Linked DNA regions of Sus scrofa: region 2 is linked to region 1. Evidence: chromatin contacts called from public promoter capture Hi-C data. All regions are on one chromosome and are shown on one strand. Each heading gives the region's core, a stretch centred on a gene start, on an enhancer-like site or on the middle of the called end of the contact. The rest is flanking DNA. Distances are from core to core; before and after follow the strand shown. Region 1 holds the start of BOP1 (ribosome biogenesis protein BOP1). Region 2 holds the start of HGH1 (protein HGH1 homolog).

What was found. Promoter capture Hi-C pulls out the DNA fragments that hold promoters and counts their contacts.
Region 2: a promoter capture Hi-C map of fetal skeletal muscle shows a contact between it and region 1, with 4 times the contacts expected there. The contact joins the promoter of HGH1 here to the promoter of BOP1 in region 1. A contact is called at or near these places in 2 of 5 promoter capture datasets (fetal skeletal muscle and liver), 8 of 47 Hi-C or Micro-C datasets (embryonic fibroblasts, fetal heart ventricle, liver and 3 more) and 2 of 2 datasets of contacts at active chromatin or transcription factors (alveolar macrophages and skeletal muscle).

The regions. Positions count from the first base shown.
Region 1 is chr4:482,878-489,829 of Sscrofa11.1, forward strand. BOP1 (ribosome biogenesis protein BOP1) reads left to right here and starts at 3,685. Exons shown (of 16, transcript XM_013988007.2): 1 at 3,685-3,825; 2 at 4,818-4,973. The coding sequence starts at 3,736. It overlaps HSF1 (heat shock transcription factor 1), which reads right to left and starts at 3,588. Exons shown (of 13, transcript NM_001243819.1): 1 at 3,309-3,588. The coding sequence starts at 3,425.
Region 2 is chr4:582,205-588,267 of Sscrofa11.1, forward strand. It overlaps HGH1 (protein HGH1 homolog), which reads right to left and starts at 2,825. Exons shown (of 6, transcript XM_003125447.6): 1 at 2,140-2,825; 2 at 1,967-2,067; 3 at 1,771-1,869; 4 at 1,500-1,591; 5 at 1,077-1,199; 6 at 1-1,001. The coding sequence starts at 2,825. The coding sequence ends at 822.

The DNA.
Region 1 (6,952 bases), core at 2,435-4,934:
TCGGTCCCTGCCCCACTGGCCATCTTGCCCTCACGCAAGCGCAGGACCGTCTGCGTGCTTCTCACGCCACTTCTTTACGTTGGCTCGGGGCCACGGCCCAGGCCCCGAGACCGTCCATCCCTGCTCATCTCTGGCCGCCGGCCCACCCCTGGGTCTCGAGGCCCCTCTGCATGTGCGCACCCTGCTGACTGCGGACTCAGGAGCTGTCGGGGCCCAGAGGGACGAGATGGGGCAGCCGCCAGCGCTTCCAGGCTCAGGAGACCCTCGGAGGGCCGGCCTCCCCGCCTCCCTTCAGACCTCAAACCTCAAAGAAATCTTGCAGCCAAGGGTGCAGGTTCTGGGGCGTCCGTGACACCTGACGGGAGCTGACTGTTTACTCCGAGAGGATCCCGTGGGCCCTGGCCACCTCCCCGCCAACCCCGGTGCGGTACCAAAGCCCTCTGAGCACCCGTGGGTCCGGCGGAGCCAGGCGAGCTGTGTGCATCCACCCTCCCTCCAAGGCGGCCGTGCCCAGACCGCCAGCCCCTCTGACGGCGCCCCTCGCACCCCAGCACCCAGGCGGCGGAGGAAACAGACTGGGAGGCCACGCACAGAGCCTGTCCTTCATGGATCTCTGCCCGTCTCGTCCGTCTGTCTGTCTGTCCGTCCACGCATACATCTGTCTGTCTGTGCGGGAGGTGAAAGGCGGACTCTCGTGTAAAAATCCAAAATACAACTCTACAAACCCCCGGGCGCTGGTCAGCCACGTGCGGCCGGGCCCGGCTAAGACCGCGGGGTGGGGGGGTGGAGCCCGAGCTGGACCCCACGCCCGACTGGAGACTCGACACTCGGCGCGGTCAGAGCGCGGTCGGTGGGGCAGGCGGGCAAAGGGCCTGTGCACTTCAGGGTCTTCCTCGCGTTTCCTGTCACCTCCGAGGCTCAGGTTTCGCGTCTGTAAAAAGGCCACCTTCACCTTCGTGCAGGGCAATGGGAGGCGCGACAGGCTCCGTGTGGAAAAGGTTTGGCTGCGGCAGGCAGAGGCCTGCTCGGCGGCCACGCACGCTCATCAGGTGCAGGGACCCCGGGAACCTCCAGGCTCTGCAGTGGCCCTCGAAGCCAGCACGGGGGCAACTGCGGGCTCCTGCACGGAGGACCAGCTCAGCAGGCTGGTGGGGCCCGCCTGGCTCCGGGCAGGGGAGAGGGCGGCCCTGCCTGTCCTGGGGTCTCTGGAAATGGTCCTTTGCCAGCTTGGAGTGGCCAGGGGTTTCACAGGGAGCTGGGGACCTGACCACGGAGACCGTGCTCCACCTGGACACTAGCCCCTCTCAAGCGATCCCTGAGTGTGGCACTCACTTGGGCCACCTGGGCTGGTGGCCTTGGCAAGGTCCGGTTCCTGGGAGAAAGAGGCCCTCAGTCTTGGCCAGAAGGGTCTGACTCCCATTATGTCCCAGGGGGCGTGGTGGTAGCACTCCCAAGGCCACACTCCCGGTCACCAAGTCCCCTCCCGCGGGAGCCCTTGCCTATTCAGCCGTGGCGCCGCACGGGGCGCATCTGACGGGACAAGGCTTTGGAAGGGCGGGCAAACCAACACGTGCCTCTGGAGCAGCGACCCGCTGGCCGGCCCCAGCTCCCAGGGCTGGCACCCGCCCGTGGTCATGCATCACGCAGACCACAGAGTCGACCACTGCACCTCCTCCTCCCCCTCATTCCCTGGGCCACAGGCAGAGGTTTTCTCCTGGTGGAACAATGAGCAAAGTTCCAGCACAAAGGGGAAGGGCCAAGGGCACAGGCGTCAGACCTGTCCGGGGCCTCCGACAGCAGGACTCCAGGCTGCGAGTCGGCAAAGGGCTCCAAGCGGACTTTGAGACAGAGGCCCGGGGGTCCTGTGGGCACCCTGCCGGCCCCAGGCAGGGGCTGGTCTCCTTTCTCAGGGCCAGCCCCACTGCGTCCTGCACCAAGCACACCCTACTCGCTCTGTGTACAGACTAAGGAGGATCAAAAGCTCTTGCTCCATGGCCGCTTGTCCCCAGGGAGACCATGCCTGGGGGCGCAGCCACCTTGAGTAGAGACCATCACGGGCTGGACCATGTCCGCTTTCCTGCTCCAGGCTTTGCCTGGAATACAGGCCGTGAGGCCTGGGGAGCAAGCTGACGCTGGCTGTGCTTCGCCTGGCCTGGAGCAGACTGAGAGGCGGGATGTCCCCACAGTAGGTTCATCCCAAAGGACCTCTGGTGCCCTCCCCCAAACGGGAGTTACGGGGAAGGGACAAGAAGAGGGAGAAGGGAAAAAGACAGAAAAATGGGGTCATTTCATTTGGCCGGCAAAGTTCAAGGCCTGGAACAAGGGGTGGTTCCCACCGTTAAAGAAACAGGGCCTGGGATGGAGAACGCCACATGGATATTTGCTGGGACAACACACAGTGTCCCCAAGGGAATGCAGCACGGTTTCTGGTCTCCTCAAAGGGACAAGTGGAACGAGAGAACGTGGCCTCCAGCTCTGGGCTCCTTTCAGCCCAGACTGCTCTTCCTTTCCAAGGGCTCAGCAGGATGACAGGCAACAACTCAGTGGGGTCCAAGAAATCCAGCGTTTGGGCGCTCAGGAGAGTAAGCACGTTTGGAGGCGCCCGGAGCCTGCCTACGACTACGGTGGCCTAGGCCACCCCCCTGCCAGCCGCGAGCCGTGGCTCCGACCTGCCCCACCTCGACGTCACAGCCAGGACGTCCATCTCCAAGTCCAACCTCCGCAAACTGGAGTTGTCCAGCCTGCGGAGTCAGACCATGTAAATCACCTGCCCGCTGCCAGGCAACGGGAGACAGGGCGTGAATAAAGTCGCGCACAGAGCAAGAAACACGAGTCGCTCTTGGGAAAGCAGCTCTGGGATCTGGACCCGGGCTCGAGACCAGCCTGAACTTTATGACGTTGTGCTTTCTGTTTTCGCTCCCTCTCCTTTCGAACTAGAGAAACGCCCTCCAGTTCCAGGGCCGAGACTTGATTTACCCTGAATAACTGCCCACCACACCACTGGAACTCTGGGGCCACCGGGGCCCAGCGTCCACTAGCGAAGCCGGGGGCTGTTCTAAGCACAGACGCGTCCCGCAGTCGTCCCACAGGCAGCAAGCGCAAGCCCACGGAGGCAGAAGCCCTTCCTACCCAACGCGGGAGAGCGGCGTGGACAGGAGCGACCTCCAGCGGGCCTGCGACGCTTCTCCCCGCACTACCCCCTGCTCCCCACCCCCACACCGGGCCTGCGAGGCGGGGTCCGGGCCTGCCCGTCCTGGGCCCCCGCGCCGCGGCCTCCCCGCCCCGGGCCGGCGCCCTCGGCCCCTCACCGGGCTCCAGCAGATAAGCGCGTCCGTGTCCGGGTCGCTCACGAGAGTCCAGAGCTTGGTCAGGAAGGCCGGGACGTTGCTGGGCCCCGCCGCGCCCGGGCCCACGGGCAGATCCATACCGGGCAAGGTGGGAGAGGCGGAGGCGGGACCGCGAGGAGGGGCTGAGGGCCGGGCTAGCGCCGCTGCCGCGCCTGCCGCCCGGGCCGCGCGCCGCCGCCCGCTGCGCACACACGGCCCCGGGGCCTGGCATGGCCGCCGCCATCTTGCGACGGGCGCGCTCCCGCCGGCGCCGCCCGCGTCCCACGGCGCGCGCACGCACACCGGCCCCCGTCCCGCCCGGCGCCCTCTGACCCCGCGGGCCCGCCCCCAGGCCCACGCGGTCGCGTCGCTGCCGGAAGTGGCGGCGCAGGGCAGACCGGCGGGCGGCATGGCGGGACCTCAGGGCGCGCGGCGCGTGGCGGTGGCCGGGACGCGGCCCGGGAAGCGGATGCTGGAGCCGGGGCGGGAGCCGGAGGAGGTGACGCGGGAGCGGGAGCGGGAGCGGGGGGGGGCGGCGGGGCTGGGCCGCGGCACCGGCCGGGGAGCGATCCCGCCCAGCGCCCGGCGGGCCTGGGAATGCGAGGAGGGAGGGGTCTCCTGTCCTCCGCCCCGGCGGCCTTGCGGGGGCGTCCTGGGCAGGGAGCTGGCTGGCGGTTGTGTGGGTCGGAAGAAGGTCTGGGCCGGAGAGAATAAGGAAGGAGAGCCGGCGTCCTGCGCAGCGGTCTTCCTGGGCCTTTGAATTGTCATCTGGGCGCAGAAGATTTGAGCCTGCAGTAGCTGCTTGTATAGCCAAATGTTCCTGACACGTTAGACGTTGTAGAAGAGGAAACGAGGATGAGAAAGCAGCGCCTGCTGCACTGGACGGCCCGTTTTAGCTGGACTCATGCTCTTCCTGTCCAGCGGAACCCCAGCCGCGCTGTGGGGGTGTCATCAAATCTCATCAAATCTCGGTGGTAGAAAGCCATAGCAGGCTTGTGCAGTCGAGCCTCGCAGCTGGGACTCCACGTTGCTGGTTTATCAGGCTGCCCCTTCACTTGTGACAAGTGCTCGTGGTGCTCCCTGGCCGGCAGGCAGCTCTGGGCACCATGCTCACCCACTTGTAGTGCTTTTGCCTCTGTATTCATCAGCGGCTGTTTGTGTTTGTGCCCAAAACATTTGTGCCATTTTTACTTGCCGTTGTAATTGTGTAGCTAGTTAGGCACGATAGAGTGTGTGCTGAGTGCTGTTTGGTAGCTGCTCCGTGCAGGCTGTCCAGTTTGGCGAGAGACTCAGGAACTATTGAAAAACAATGAAATCTAGAATTTTGCCTTCCAATGAATGCTTGCTAAGAGTCTGCAGGTTCTTGTTCCACCGTGCACCCTGTCTGGTGGAGTTAGGGCCGGGGTGGTGTCTGGTGGGCAGAAGTCTGCTCAGAAGCAGCTCTGGTCCTGCGCCACACAGAGCTGGTCACCGACAGTGTGCTCCTTGCAGCCCTCTCTCCCCGGCGCCCCGGCTCCCAGCCTGTCTGACAGCGAGGAGAGTGTGTTCTCAGGCCTGGAAGATTCTGGCAGTGACAGCAGTGAGGAGGAGGACGGGGCCAGCGGCGAGGAGCAGCACAGCAGGATGGAGAAGGCCACGGGGCAGCAGGTGGGTGAGCGAGCAGTGTTCTGGTGTGCTCGTCCTCGCTCTCCGGGCGGGTGGCCGGGAGAGTGCCTGCCAGCTCGCGGGCTCTGCTTTCTCTTTCCTCTGGTGCGGGGGGGGGGGGTTCTGAGCCCTAGGGCACCAGTTTTCAACCGCAGTAGGAACCCGGAAAATCTCCATGGCTGTGAGCCACCCACCGTGATTCTGATGTCACCCTTCCCGGGCTGAGTCTTTGCTAGACTTAGCTGGAGGCTGGGTTTCCTAGGGGGCAAAGCCTGAGGTGGAGATCTGCGTGCTGGGGGCCGCCTGGGGCAGCTGGGGGCGCTCTGGTCCCCACCCCCCAACCCCGAGGCTTTGTAATCTGTCGCTGTGACGCTGGGGAAGGCTCATCCCACTCTTGTTTTAAGTGAGAAACGCGAGAGAAAAGCTTGATTTAACTCAAGTGTGATGTCTGTCGTTTGGGACACCCAGGAAAAAGTTTATACCTCCTTATGCTCCCCACAGCCCTGGTGTTCTAGAATTTAGGACTGGGATGGAAACCCAAAAACATGCTTGTTTGCTCTGGTTCTTAGGAAGAAAAGATTTAAAGTCAGATTTAGGTCCTCTCCCCATTCAGGCTTTAACTGTCACGCTGGTGCACGGAAGATGACCCAAGCCTTGCCCGTGGTCCGTGGGATTCTGGGCAGCCATCGTCCCCCTTCTTTTTAACTTTTTAAAATGGCAAAATGGTTCCTGTTTGACAAAAAATGAAATCCGACACGAGTGCTGTTTAGTAAAGGATGGAAGTTCCTGTTTGCGTCTTTGCTCCAGGTGGGGACCGCCGTTCTTATATTATCTTGCTGGATCTTTTTCCTCTTTTAAAATGAAAGGTCCTTAAGGGTCCAAGAGCTTAAATGCTTAAACTTTTTTTTCAAAGAGGACTTTCACTCTTTCTTATAAGCGAAATTTTAGGAGTTCCCGTAGTGGCTCAGCAGTAATGAACCTGACTAGTGTCCGTGAGGGTGTGGGTTTGATATCTGGCCCCACTTAGTGGGTTCAGGATCTGGCGTTACCTTGAGCTGTGGTGTAGGTCGCAGACGTGGCTTGGGTCTGCTGTTGCCGTGTCTGTGGTGTAGGCTGGCACCTGCAGCTCCGATTCGACCCCTCGCCTGGGATCGTCCATGTGCCGCGGGTTCAGTCTTAAAAATAAAAAGAGCAACAGGACGAAAAAAAACAAAACAAAAAAACACTCCAGAATTTTAGAAATAACTGAGTTAAATTGTTTTTTAATGAAAAGAGCTTTTAGGTTGAAGTCTCTGAAGGAGGTAATGTCACGTGTCTCAGGAGGCTGTCCTGGGGAAGGGGCTCTCCTGCAGACAGCCGCCTCCTGTCCCCATGGGCCGTCGGGTGCGCGCTGGCCCCCACAAGCAGCAGTGCCGCCCCCACAAGCAGCAGTGCCGCCCCCACAAGTAGCAGTGCCGCCAGCTGGGACCTGTACCCCACCGCTTGGCTTCCCTGCAGAAGCTTCCTCCCTCGCTAGGGGCTTCTTCTCCCTTCACCTGCCACAGCCAAGGCGTTGTCACACGTCACGCCTGGAGGCTTCGTCCCAGGGTGTTCCTGCCCCAGGGGGCGGGCGTCCTCAGCTCCAGACCCCCTTCCATCGCGCAGCTGGTGGCGTGAGCATCTCCCATTAGCTCTCAGGGTCCGAGCCAGCGGTGATGCTCCAGCTCCTGCTTGCCTCCCTGCCAAGTGTCCCCCGGGGCCCTGTGGTGCCAGCCATGGCCATGGCCACGGGTGTGGTTGTGCCGATAACCCGTAGTCTTAGGTGCGCTGCTTTGCAATCAAAAAACGATGTTTGCCTGGGGGCCCACTGGAGAATGCGATGACTTCTGTGACAAGAGAAAACAGCCCTGCTGCTTTGCCCCCAGTTCCGCTGCGCCCCCGCCCCGTGCCTGGTTCTTACCTGGGCTGCCAGCAGCTGCCCAGCTGTGAAGGTTTCTGTCTAC
Region 2 (6,063 bases), core at 1,575-4,074, 98 kb after region 1:
CAGAATTAGGGGCTCCAAGGGGGCAGAGGGTGGTCAGGGGAAAGACAGGCTAAGGGCGAGGCTGCAGGCTCATCGGGGAGACTGTGCACAGCAGGCAAGAGGTTCTGGGGAGCCGGGGCCCAGAGAAGCTGAGCAGGAGGAGGGCCTAGCTGGGCAGGGAGCCTGAGGGCACCCACGAGTCCAGGACTGGGAAGCTGGGCTCGAGGAGCCTGCGAAGGGCCCAGGTCAAGTGGATGAAGGGGACGCAGCAAGTGCCGGGAGGACACGCTGGGGGTGCAGTCCTGGGAGGTCCCGTGACAGGTCGTGGCTGGTGCACACCTCACGAGGTCAGCCCTTTGAGGCTGGGTCTCAGGCAAAGCAAGCCGAGGGTCCCTGGCTGGAGGGACCTGAGTTGGGCTGGCAGCAAGCACCTGGCTGCTCCCCTACGCCCGGCCACCTGGAGCACCGTTGGGACTGGAAGCTCCAGCTGGGCCCTCAGGCTTGCAGGGTTTTTCCGTCCAGCCCCACTGACCATTCCCCGGAGGAACCTGGCACGTCACAGGGTCTGTCAGCTCTGGTCATGGTGGCGTCCTCTGAGCAGCCAGCGGAAGCAAAAGGGCACAGGGAGGTCCTCGCCCCCCAGGCTGATTGGGCATTTGCACGGGAGCCCTCGGCAAGGACCAAGGACCCGCAGCTCAGGGGTAGCTCTGCTTCTCAGCAGGGCACAGCCTCAGCACACGGATCCAGAAGCTGGCAGGACGCTGCAGGCATGCCTGGTCTGGGAGGCCTGGACTGATGGTTAGCAAAGGTGGGCCTGGAGCTGGTGGGAGGCTTCAGGGGCCTCAGGTGGGTGCAGCTCCCTCTGCTTGTGGCTCTGGGGCCAGCTCCAACTCCTGATGCTCCCGCTTGCACTGCTCCTGCTCCTGGCGGTCCTGCTGCTGCAGCTGCCGCTCAACATCTTCAGGCACCTGCACCTCCAGCAAGTTTTCCAGGCCATGTTCTGGTTCATCCCCAATAAGGACCTGCCAGCAGGGGAGGCAGGTGAGCAGCTGGCCGGGCCACCAGGGGCATCCACCCCCTGCCAGCCCTGCACCCACCTGGATGAGTTTCTCACAAGCCACCTGCACGTCAGGCTCTGGCTCCCAGCTGTGCAGCTCACGGAGGATCAGGTATGCTCCCTGGTCCCTCACCTGCTTCCGACCAGGTGCTGTGGCTGTCAGCTAGAAGAGGCAGAGGTTACCCAGAACTCAGTGTGATCAGGTATGAGTGGGTTCTGGGGGTGGCATTAACACAGGCGGCCCCCAGCGTACCCAGAACTCAGTGTGATCAGGTATGGGTGGGTTCTGGGGGTGGCATTAACACAGGGGGACCCCAGCGTACCCGGAACTCCGTGTGATCAGGTATGGGTGGGTTCTGGGGTTGGCATTAACACAGGGGGACCCCAGCGTACCCAGAACTCCATGTGATCAGGTATGGGTGGGTTCTGGGGGTGGCATTAACACAGGGGGACCCCAGCGTACCAGCATGATGGCCTCGATCAGCATCTTTCGAATGTCAGCATCGGGCTCTCGCTGCTTGTCTGGCGGAAGGTACTGCAGGTCAACAGGCAGCCCTAGAGGTGAATGTGGAGTCACTGGGACCACGTTGGCCATTGTAAGCCTCACCGATGCTTAGCAACTGCCCCCTGGAAAGTTTCAGCAGAGCCCTGATTTGAAAACCTCCTTCAGCCTCTCCCCCCACTGGCTTCCACTCCTGCCTGGCCAACCCTGACGCTTGACCCCAGCCACTCACGGTCCATCTCTTCCTCTGAGAAGTCCTCAGGCCCCGCCAGGGGCAGCAGCAAGAAGGGGAGAATGTCCACCTCGGGCCCAAGCAACCACTCATGGTGTCCTGGGGGCAACGGGAATGGAGGCCAGTCCAGAGGGGCCCCAGAGTCCAGTCTGTTTCCCCTACTCCCCCACATGGCAACTTCCCCACCACCACTCACGGTGCTCGAAGCAGCAGTTTCGCAGTGTCCCCACCACCCCGCCCCTGCGCACCGAGGAGTCCGGGTATTGGGTAAGGGGCAGCAGCCGCTGGACCACGCACCTGAAGAGAAGGACCACTCAGAGCCGTCCCTGCTCACTTCCACCCCCTCCCCGCAAGCCCCCTGGGCCTCACCTGTCTGGGTCCAGCAGGAAAGCGCGCGTCGCAGGACGCTGGCTGAGGTTAGACAGCACTGGCCCCAAGTAGTGCAGGGGCGCTCGGGCGTTGTAGCCGGGAGTGCACAGCGCTCGCACCAGCCGCTCCAGGCCCGACTCCCCGGGCCCCGAGGCCGCCAGCGCTTCCATCAGCGCAGCACACGGCGCCGGCTCGCGGCTGAGGTTAGCCAGCACAGCGGCCGCTTCCTCGGCCCAGGGCCACTGTGGGTCCAACGTGCAGCCCAGCAGGCAGGCAAGCAGCTCGGGCTCAGCCGCCAGCAGCGGCTTGTGCAGGCCGGGGTCGGCGGCTAGATTGATGAGCACGCGGGTGGCCTCTCGGGCCGGGGCGGGAGCAGGGGCCACTGCCAGTTCGATCAGCGCTCGCAGCAAAGCCGCCTGGCCGGCCAGCAGCGTGCGTCCTGGCTCCGAGCCGGTCAACGCCAGCGCGTGCTGCACCGCCGCCGCCTGCAGGTCAGCCCGCGCCTCGAGCGCTAGGAAGGGCAGCAGTTTCGCCGCCTCCGCCGTCGGGTGGGCCTCCGGCATTGCCGACCCTACGGAGGCGAGGCGACCCGCCAAGGGGCCTGCCTCCGCCTCGGTGTCCCCCATGCGGATCAGCTCGTTCGGGGCAGCAGCCCCGCGCGGCGAGGTGGCAGTGGCCCCGCCCATCCGAATAGCGGAAGCCGCAGCGACCAACCCGAGGCTGCAGGCCCGGCGAAAGGGGCGGGACCTGCGCGTGGAGGCGGGACCGCGCTGAGGCCCGGGGCTTTGTGGGATTGGGTGCCGGCCCGGAAGCGGCTGAGCTCGGGTTCCCTGGGTGGGGGCGGGGGCTGCCGCTGGGACACAGCTCGAACCCCCAATGTGGCACCGTCCCTTGGTGGTCCTGCAGGCCGCCGGTGGCAGACATTACGTTGGCCCTCCTCCTTCGTGGACTGGCAGAGATCGCCGGAAGAAAAGCGTGATCCATTATATCGACTTTCTAGTGTTAACCTAGCCTTGTGTTCCCGGCATAATCTCCACTGGGTCACGATATGTTTTCGTTTGTATATATCGTGTTCAGATTGTGACAGCTTCTTTAGGGTCTTTGCGTCTCAGTCCATGAGGGTTATTGGCCTGTGGCTTTCTTTATCGTCTTTATCTGCTGTCGGGTGATGCTGGCCAACTCGGTTGGGGGAAGTGTTCCCTCCTTTAGAATTTTTGGGAAGAGGTTGTGAAACTAGTATGATTTCTTCCCTAAATGTTTGGTAGAACTCCCCAGTGAAGTCATCTGGGCCTGAAATTTTCTGGGAAGGTTTTTCAAATTACATTCCTTTCATAGACACGTGGCTATTCAGGTTGACATTTTCTTCTTGGGCTACTTTTGATAGTTTGTCTTTTAAGGAATTAGTCTGTTTCATCTTGTTGGATTAATTGGCATAAAGTTGTTCATAATATTATCTTATTATCCTTTTGATATATGCTCTGTTGTGGCGTCACCGCTCTCCTCCTTGATGTTGGTAATTTGTGTTTTCTTTCTCTTTTGGTCAGTCTTGCCAGAGGTTCGTCAGTTTTTTTGATTTTTTTTTTTTTTTTTTTTTTTTTTTGTCTTTTTGCCATTTCTTGGGCCGCTCCTTCGACATATGGAGGTTCCCAGGCTAGGGGTCAAATCGGAGCTGTAGTCACCGGCCTACGCCAGAGCCACAGCAACGCAGGATCCGATCCGCGTCTGCAACCTACACCACAGCTCACGGCAACGCCGGATCTTTAACCCACTGAGTAAGGGCAGGGACCAAACCCGCAAGCTCATGGTTCCTAGTCGGATTCGTAACCACTGCGCCACGACGGGAACTCCTGACCTTTTTTTTTTTTTTTTGTCTTTTTTCAGGGCCGCACCCATGGCATATGGAGGTAGGTTGCCAGGCTAGGGGTCTAATTGGAGCTGTAGCTAGGACACACAGATCTGGGCCATGAGAGTGGCACATTTCTTGAGAAGGAGTTAGAAACTTACGGAAAATCTAAGTAGGTGATGTCCTCTGGTGGGTGCCTTTTTTTGGGGGGGGGTCTTTTTGTCTTCTCTAGGGCTGCACCCGCGGCATATGGCAGTTCCCAGGCTAGGGGTCGAATTGGAGCTGTAGCCACCGGCCTACGCCACAGCTCACGGCAACGTCGGATCCTTCACCCCTCTGGTGGGTACTTTTGACTGAGACAAAAATGTGCGCCTTCAGGGCTGGAGGCGCCTTGACTGGTTGGAGAAAATGTTTACAGTAGTCACCAGATACAGAGCCGTCAAGATTCCCGGGATGAGTTAAAAGAGCCAAATTTTTTGGAAGTGGCTTCAAAGTTAAAGTTACAAGTGTATGCAAAGAACCCCCATGTACCCTTGACCCAGAGACCTCAAATTCCCAGGTCACACCGGTTACCCTAGTAATGACCTTTAGCAAAAGGCACTGGGTGTCTCGCCTCTTGTCTCCCTCAGTTCCAACCCTCTCCCACTCTTGAGGCCGCCCGCCGGCAGCGACTCTGTAGCCTGCTCCTTGGCTTACGGGTGTCTGGTTGCCTCCCGACTAGATTCAGGTGGTACATTTTTGGCAGGAAGGCTCAGGAGGCGACGTCGGGCTCTTTCCATTGAGTCCCATCAGGTGGCACCGAGTCACTTCGTCCCAGCAGGGCGCAAGGTTTCAGCGGATCACTCAACTAAGGTCCAGTTGCCCGGGTTTCTTCCCTATCAGGTTACTCTTTTCTTTTTGTATTTAAGACATACTTTATGGGGAGATACTTTTGAGGCTGTGTAACCATTCTGTTCCTCACCCACCTTTCACTCCCTAGTTTTTGCATGTATTGTTTTTCTCTGAATTGTCACCATGATGTGGTTGCCAAATGGTGATTTTCATTTCTTTCTTTCTTGGCAGTGGCAAAAGTGACAAATCCTAACCACTTGGCCACCAGAGAACTCCCTAGAAGTTCTTCATAGAGTTTGGAGACAAGCCATTTTTAGTTACATGATTTCAAATACCTCCTCCAGCTCTATTGCCTGCTTTTTTACTCTCTTAATGGTATAGTTCCTACTTTGAAAATTACATATTAATATGTATTAAATAAATAATTAATGTTTTCCTTTAGGATTAGTGGGGGTTTTGACCTGTTTAAATTTTTGCCTGGTTTTCTCATATTTGTATTTTTTAAAGTATTTATTGCTCTTATAGCTGAAAACACAGACACATCAGTAGAAGCAGATTGCCGTGGGGCTCTGCATCCTTGTGTGAGCGGACATGGTCCCCCGTATAAAAAGTCAAGTCTTTCAGTCCTCTGGACCTGGTACTTCTGGCCCTGCTTAGCCTAGGAAAGAGCTGCCCACTCAGCACCCCCATGACAAGAGCCCCTACACAGTCTGGGGGTTGTGGGGAGGGTATGAGAACAGTTCTCACCACAGAGCCATCGAGAAGAAACGTCTAAAGTCAGAGACTGAACACAGCAGCTCAGCCGACCCACCAGCAGGATGCCAAAAGCTAGGACAGGCCCCTCCCCAAAGCACTTCTAACAGCCAGGACACCTGTGGCCCCACGGGTGGTTGGGTCCGTGCCCTTTGAGGCCACGGCAGCTCAGACGAGAGCCGAGGCCCTCTGAGACCCTGTGCTTCACAAAGTGGATCTCTCTCTCTCTTTTTTGGCCGTCCAGTGGCACATGGAGCTCCTGGACCAGGGATCGGTTCCGAGTCACAGTTGCGACCTACACCGCAGCTGCACAGTGCTGGATCCTTAACCCACTGGGCTGGACCAGGGGTCGAACCTGCGTCCTAGCATTCCAGAGACGTCACCAATCCTGCTGTGCCGCAGTGGGAACTGCACAGCCAAGGTCAATCTCCCGGTGACTCATAGGTTGAACAGTCCAGAGGACACTGCCCTGTACTGCTTCTTGGACAAAGCACCTG